Regions from separate parts of the Pan troglodytes genome. Here region 1 is linked to region 2. The links are chromatin contacts, called in public Hi-C maps. All regions are on one chromosome and are shown on one strand. The core of a region is the stretch at or near the end of the contact, and the rest is flanking DNA. Distances in the headings are between cores, read along the strand shown. Region 1 has its middle 140 kb from the start of CRYBB1. Region 2 has its middle 63 kb from the start of CRYBB1.

Region 1 (2,944 bases), core at 114-2,613, 75 kb after region 2:
CACATGATATAAGGTATTCTTCTCTGAGCCTTGAGCCATGTCTACATTCACCCATTCCACAAATGTTAGTTGAATGTCTCGTATGTGCCAGGCAGGCCAGGTAAGGAGGACTAATACGCTGCCTCTCCCTGCAGGTAGAAGACAGGTAGAGGCAGGGGTCTGAGATGGAATAGATGAGAGCTCCAAGGAAATGTGTGTTGGGATTACGATTTGGGAAGAAGAGCGTCAGAGAGAACCTTCAGGAGTCATTAGAGAGGGGAGGGTCATCCAGGAGCAGGACACAGAGCATACAAAGGCCTGGAGTCACATTAAACTTAGTGGCTGTTGGACTCCTTTTCTTTCCTAAACTCTGCAAATAGGGTGTGATCAGGGACATGGCAACTTTAACCCTGACCGGCTTTATATTCACTACCTATATCCTCTCACTTAATCTGCACAACAGTCCTGTAGTTATTGTTGTAAACGTGTAGGGATAGAGTCTTGCTTCTCTTATTTTACAGAAGCAGAGAGGTGGAATGCTGTGTCCAAAGGCACCCAGTTATCGGGTTGCCAGGTTTGCAAACACAAGCGCAAAAACACAGCATTCCCAGTTAAAAGTGAATTTCAGATGAATAACGAGTGATTTTTTTAAAAAAGATACATCTATCCCCTAGAGATCTTTGATATACTAAAAAATTATTTGCTACCCAGTTTTTGGTAACCTCACCCCATTTCGTTTCGTTTCCTTCCTTTCTTTCTTTTTTTCTTTAAGATGAAGTCTGGCTGTGTTACCCAGGCTAGAGTGCAGTGGCATAATCTCGGCTCACTGGAACCTCCGCCTCCCGGGTTCAAGCGATTCTCCTGTCTCAGCCTCCCAAGTAGCTGGGATTGCAGGCGCCCGCCACCAAGCCCAGCTAATTTTTGTATTTTAGTAGAGATGAGATTTCACCATGCTGGCCAGGCTGGTCTCGAACTCCTGACCTCAGGTGTGATTCGTCCTCCTTGGCCTCCCAAATTGTTGAGATTACAAGGCGCGAGCCACCGCGCCTGGCCCTCACCCCGTTTCTGAACCTCATTTAGCCTGTTTTTTTTTTTCCTTGAAAATAAAGGTGGTTGTAATTATGATCTGGATTTCTTGAGGGCCTACGACGCACCAGGCTCTGTGCTAAGTGTTCTACACAGAGTATCTTGAGCTTCCCACTAAAGGCAAGTCGCGGGGGGCCCACCTGCGCCCTCTGTGCCCGCCTGGTAGCCCGCAGTTCTGTAAACAGCCACGAGGTGTCGCCCTCGGCCCGTGGTACCCTGGCGGCGGGGGCGGCCGGGCGCGCGCGGCCCATTCATCACCGCGCGGCCGCGGCGCCCAGACAATGTGGGGAGCGGCCCTGGCCCGCGCCCGCGCGGCTGTCTGTACAAAGGATGCGCTGTTAACACGTGTACGGTAATGGGCTCCCTCACGGCCTCCTCCCCGGCCACCCGCTCCCAGCCTGACGGATGGCCCGAGCCATCCATCTACATCATGTCATGGGCGGTGAGCCTCCTCCTCCGTCCAGTCCGTCTGGCCGTCCAGGACCAGCCATGGCCTTGGCCGTGCGCCCTACTTGGGTAACCCCCATTCCCTTCCCCTCTGCGGAAGGAACCTCGTGCGGAGTGAGGCCTACTACGTGCTGGGCCCCAGCTGTGCTGTCTCCTTGATTTTCACGCAAGGCGATGTGGCTTATTAGCCCATCCTGCAGAGGAGGAAACTGAGACTTGGAGCTGGGAAACCTTTATTCTGAGAACACACAGCTCTGGGGTTTGATAGAGTTGGAATTTTTTTTTCTTACAGCTTTGTTGAGACTAGACTTCTCATACCATAGAATTCACACATGTAAAGTATACATTTCAATTTTTTTTTTGTATGTTCACATAGTTCTGCAACCATCACCACAATTCAGTTTTACAGCATTTTAGTAAATTCTCCCAAAGAAATCTATCTGTTAGCAATCCCTCCAGCCCTTGTCAATCATTAATCTACTCTCTATCTGTGTAGATTCTCGACATTTCATACAAACGAAATCATGTAACATGTGGCCTTCTGCGCCTGGCCTATTTCACTTAGTATAAGTTCAAGGTTCACCCATGTTGCAATGTGCATTAGTACTTCATTCCTTTTTATTGCAGAATAATATTCCATTGTATGGATATACCACATTTTATTGATTCATTTGCTCATTGTTTCCACTTTTTGGCTACTATGAATAATGCTGTGAAAAGGTTTTATGTGGATAGATATTTTCAATTTCCTTGCAGTGAAATTGCCAGATCGTATGGTAACATGGTATTTAACTGCTCAAATATCTGCCAGACTGTTTTCAGAGTGGCTGTACCATTTTACATTCCCACCAGCAGTGTATGAGGATTTGGGTTTCTCTGCATGCTTGCCAACATTTGCTACTATCTGCCTTTTTGATTCTAGCCACCCTAGGGGGTAGGAAGTGTATCTCATCGTGGTTTCGAGTTGCACTTCCCTGATGACCAAGGATGTCAGACATCTTTTAATTTGCTTACTGGCCATTCGTACATCTTCTTTGGAGAGAAATACTTATTCATATCCTTTGCTCATTTTTTAAAAAATGGGTTGATTGGCCAGGCACAGTGGCTCACGCCTGTAATCCCAGCACTTTGGGAGGCCAAGGTGGGCGGATCACCTGAGGTCAGGAGTTCAAGACCAGCCTAGGCAACACGGTGAAACCCCATCTCTACTAAAAATACAAAAATTAGCTGGGAACGGTGGGACATGCCTGTAATCCTAGCTACTTGGGAGGCTGAGGCAGGAGAATCACATGAGCCCTGGAGGTGGAGGTTGCAGTAAGCCAGGATTGCGCCATTGCACTCCAGCCTGGGCGACAGAGTGAGATTCCGTATCAAGAAAAAAAAGTTGGGTTGTCTTTTGATTGTTGAATTGTAAGCATTCTTTATATATTCT
Region 2 (2,894 bases), core at 109-2,608:
TGCGAGTTTCATTACCACCCCCATTTTATAGGAGGAGGCACTGAAGCTTAGAGAGGTGAAGAAACTCACCCAAAGACACATGGTTGGAGGATGGAGAAACCTGGATTCAAGGTGGTCACCACACCCATGGGGCTGCATCACCCCAAAATGCTGACTCCATCTTGTGGGATCGAACCCAGTTACTCTTTCTATGCTGGTTTCTCTCCTGTCACTCCTTCTCCCTGCAGGGTGTTCATTGCCCTCGGGGATCTGAGCACAGTTTGTGATTTCATATTTATTGGCTCATTGACTGCTCCCCTGACTGTGAGCACCACAAGGGCAGGGGCAATGCCTGCCTGCTTCACAGCTGTACCCTGGGTACCCAGTACTGCACTTGGCACAGAGTTGGGAGTCAACGACATTTTATTGAATGAATGAAACAAGAGCCAGTTGGGCTTTTCTAGTGGGTGGTGTCCAGGCAAATTAGGGAGTAGCCAGATCCACCCCTTACTGGTTATGTGACTTAGGGCTGATGACTTCACCTGTTTGAGCCTCAGTTTCTCCATCTGTAAAATGAGAATAACTGTGTTCCTTTCTTTTTCTTTTTCTTTTCTTTTCTTTTTTTTTTTTTTTGAGACGGAGTTTCACTCTGTTGTCCAGGCTGGAGTGCAATGGTGCGATCTCAGCTCACCGCAACCTGCACCTCCCGGGTTCAAGTGATTCTCCTGCCTCAGCCTCCCGAGTAGCTGGGATTACAGGTGTGCGCCACCATGCCCAGCTAATTTTGTATTTTTAGTAGAGATGGGGTTTCTCCATGTTGGTGAGGCTGGTTTCGAAATACCAATCTCAGGTGATCCGCCCACCTTGGCCTCCCAAAGTGCTGGGATTACAGGCATGAGCCATTGCGCCCAGCCCAACTGTGTCCCTTTCAATGAAGCTACCCGGATTTGGCAAGAGAGCATATGCAACGTGTCCGCATGTGATGGGCTCTCAATTCCTGTTTCATGTGTTGATGGTTTCTTTTGGCCTTGGGCAGGTATGGCAGGCCAACAGGGTCGGGGGAAGGCAGAGTGGCCTGAGGATTAGACGGGGGAGCAACAGGACCAAGTCATGGAGCAAGCTGGCCAGCAGCTCTGGCCTCTTTATCCTCTGAGCCTGCCTGTGGTGAGCACTCAAGAAGCCACAGTCATGGCGGCCCAGTCCCTACAGTCATCTCTTGCCTGGCCCATGGCCTATAAACAGATCCTCCCCTGCAAAGCACCCACAACAGCGGCGTAGCCATGTAGCCAGGGGGACAGAGACCCCTGTGGGGAGCTGGTGCTGTTCAGCCTGAAACACTAGCGATTTCCTAATCTTCACTCAAGAGGCCTCTCCTGTGTGAAGGAGGCTTCCTCCCAGAGGAAAGCTCTGGAATGTAAGGAATGTGCCAGAGCCTCCAGCCCAGGCCCCAGGAAAGAGAACATCTTGGAGGCACAGGGCTGAGGGGGCATTTTCCCAGCCATCTCAGGGACGCCAGGCCACCGGGGAGCTCATACCAGACATCACCTTCTGGCACTGGGGTCAGGCCTCAACTGCCTTTACGCTTTCCCAGGTTCTCAGGCTGGAATGACGGAGGCCCCGTGGACTCTCACGGTCTTTGATTTCAGCCTCTCGCCCAGCACCTGCACCCCTGGATCTGGGGCCAGACCCTGTACTGGGCACTGAAGTACAGAGAAAAATGAAGCTGGCTCTTGTCTGAGCCAACTGGAGGTGGGACAGATCCAGTGTCAAGTCTGGATTCCCATACTGTGTCACCTTGGACAAGTCACGTCAGCTCTCTGAGCCTCTATATCCCCATTTATAAAATGGGGGTAACACTAGGATCTTCTTTCTAGGATGGTCACAAGGGTGAAAGGCCCCCATGTTCCTGGTACCATAAACAGAAATTATTATTGTTACAAAAATGGCTGTAACAATATCTCCCATCCCACGTGCGCCTCTTATAATGTGACTTTGACCCTTCTCCCCTTGACTCTGGGTGGTTTGTGACTTCGGTGGAAGTGATGCCATGTGACTTCCAAAGCTAGTTCATAAAACGCGGGAGGGGAATACTCACTCTTGGAACCCAGCCACCATGGTGTGAAGAAGCCCAAGCAGCTTGAAGAGGCTCACGTGGAGAGGAACCAAGGCTCTCACCCACAGCCTTGGCTGAGCTCCTGGCAATCCTATGGATGAACCATTTTGAAGGTGGGTCATCCAGCTCTAGTTGAGTCACTGCAGTGGATACTGCATGGAGCAGAGACAAACTGTCCACACCAAGCCATGCTCCAATTGCAGGTTACTGAGCAAAATGATGGTAGTTTTAAGCCTCTAGGTCTTGGAGAGGTTCATTATGCAGCAATAAACAAGGATACAGTTCCTTTTAAGAAACAACTTTGCTTCTGTCTCAGCTGATCTCAGGATCTTTTTTCCCCAAATCCTAGTCCCTTCCAGCATTTTCCATCTCAGGAAAGAGCCCCAGTCTCTCCGGTTGCTTGAAAAAGAAACCTGACAGTCATTTTTCTTTCCTTCCTCAATCTCTGTCACAGCCATTGTCCAAGTCCTGTCATCTTACCTCCTAAATCTCTCTCTTTTTTATTTTCTTTTTTTTTTAAGAAGGAGTCTTGCTCTTTCGCCCAGGCCTGACTGCAGTGGCGCTATCTCTATCTCGGCTCGCTGCAAGCTCTGCCTCCCGGGTTCACACCATTCTCCTGCCTCAGCCTCCCGAGTAGCTGGGACTACAGGTGCCCGCCACCACGCCCGGCTAATTTTTTGTATTTTTAGAAGAGACGGGGTTTCACTGTGTTAGCCAGGATGGTCTCGATCTCCTGACCTCATGATCCGCCCGCCTCAGCCTCCCAAAGTGTTGGGATTACAGGCGTGAGCCACCGCGCCCA

The links. Hi-C and Micro-C count contacts between places; a contact is called where the count stands out from the background.
Region 1: a contact with region 2 is called in a Hi-C map of stem cell-derived neural progenitor cells, with 5 times the contacts expected there. The contact joins two enhancer-like sites. A contact is called at or near these places in 4 of 7 Hi-C or Micro-C datasets (blood, induced pluripotent stem cells and stem cell-derived neural progenitor cells) and 1 of 1 other capture datasets (stem cell-derived neural stem cells).

The regions. Positions count from the first base shown.
Region 1 is chr23:28,919,443-28,922,386 of NHGRI_mPanTro3-v2.0_pri, forward strand. No RefSeq gene overlaps it. Among named protein-coding and RNA genes, the nearest start is that of CRYBB1, 140 kb to the left of the region's middle. Within about 2 kb of position 1,364, at least 11 of the 24 cell types and tissues checked have an H3K27ac peak or open chromatin away from gene starts, as enhancers often do. A contact at or near this core is called in stem cell-derived neural progenitor cells and stem cell-derived neural stem cells, where this site is marked.
Region 2 is chr23:28,844,138-28,847,031 of NHGRI_mPanTro3-v2.0_pri, forward strand. No RefSeq gene overlaps it. Among named protein-coding and RNA genes, the nearest start is that of CRYBB1, 63 kb to the left of the region's middle. Within about 2 kb of position 1,359, at least 5 of the 24 cell types and tissues checked have an H3K27ac peak or open chromatin away from gene starts, as enhancers often do. A contact at or near this core is called in stem cell-derived neural progenitor cells and stem cell-derived neural stem cells, where this site is marked.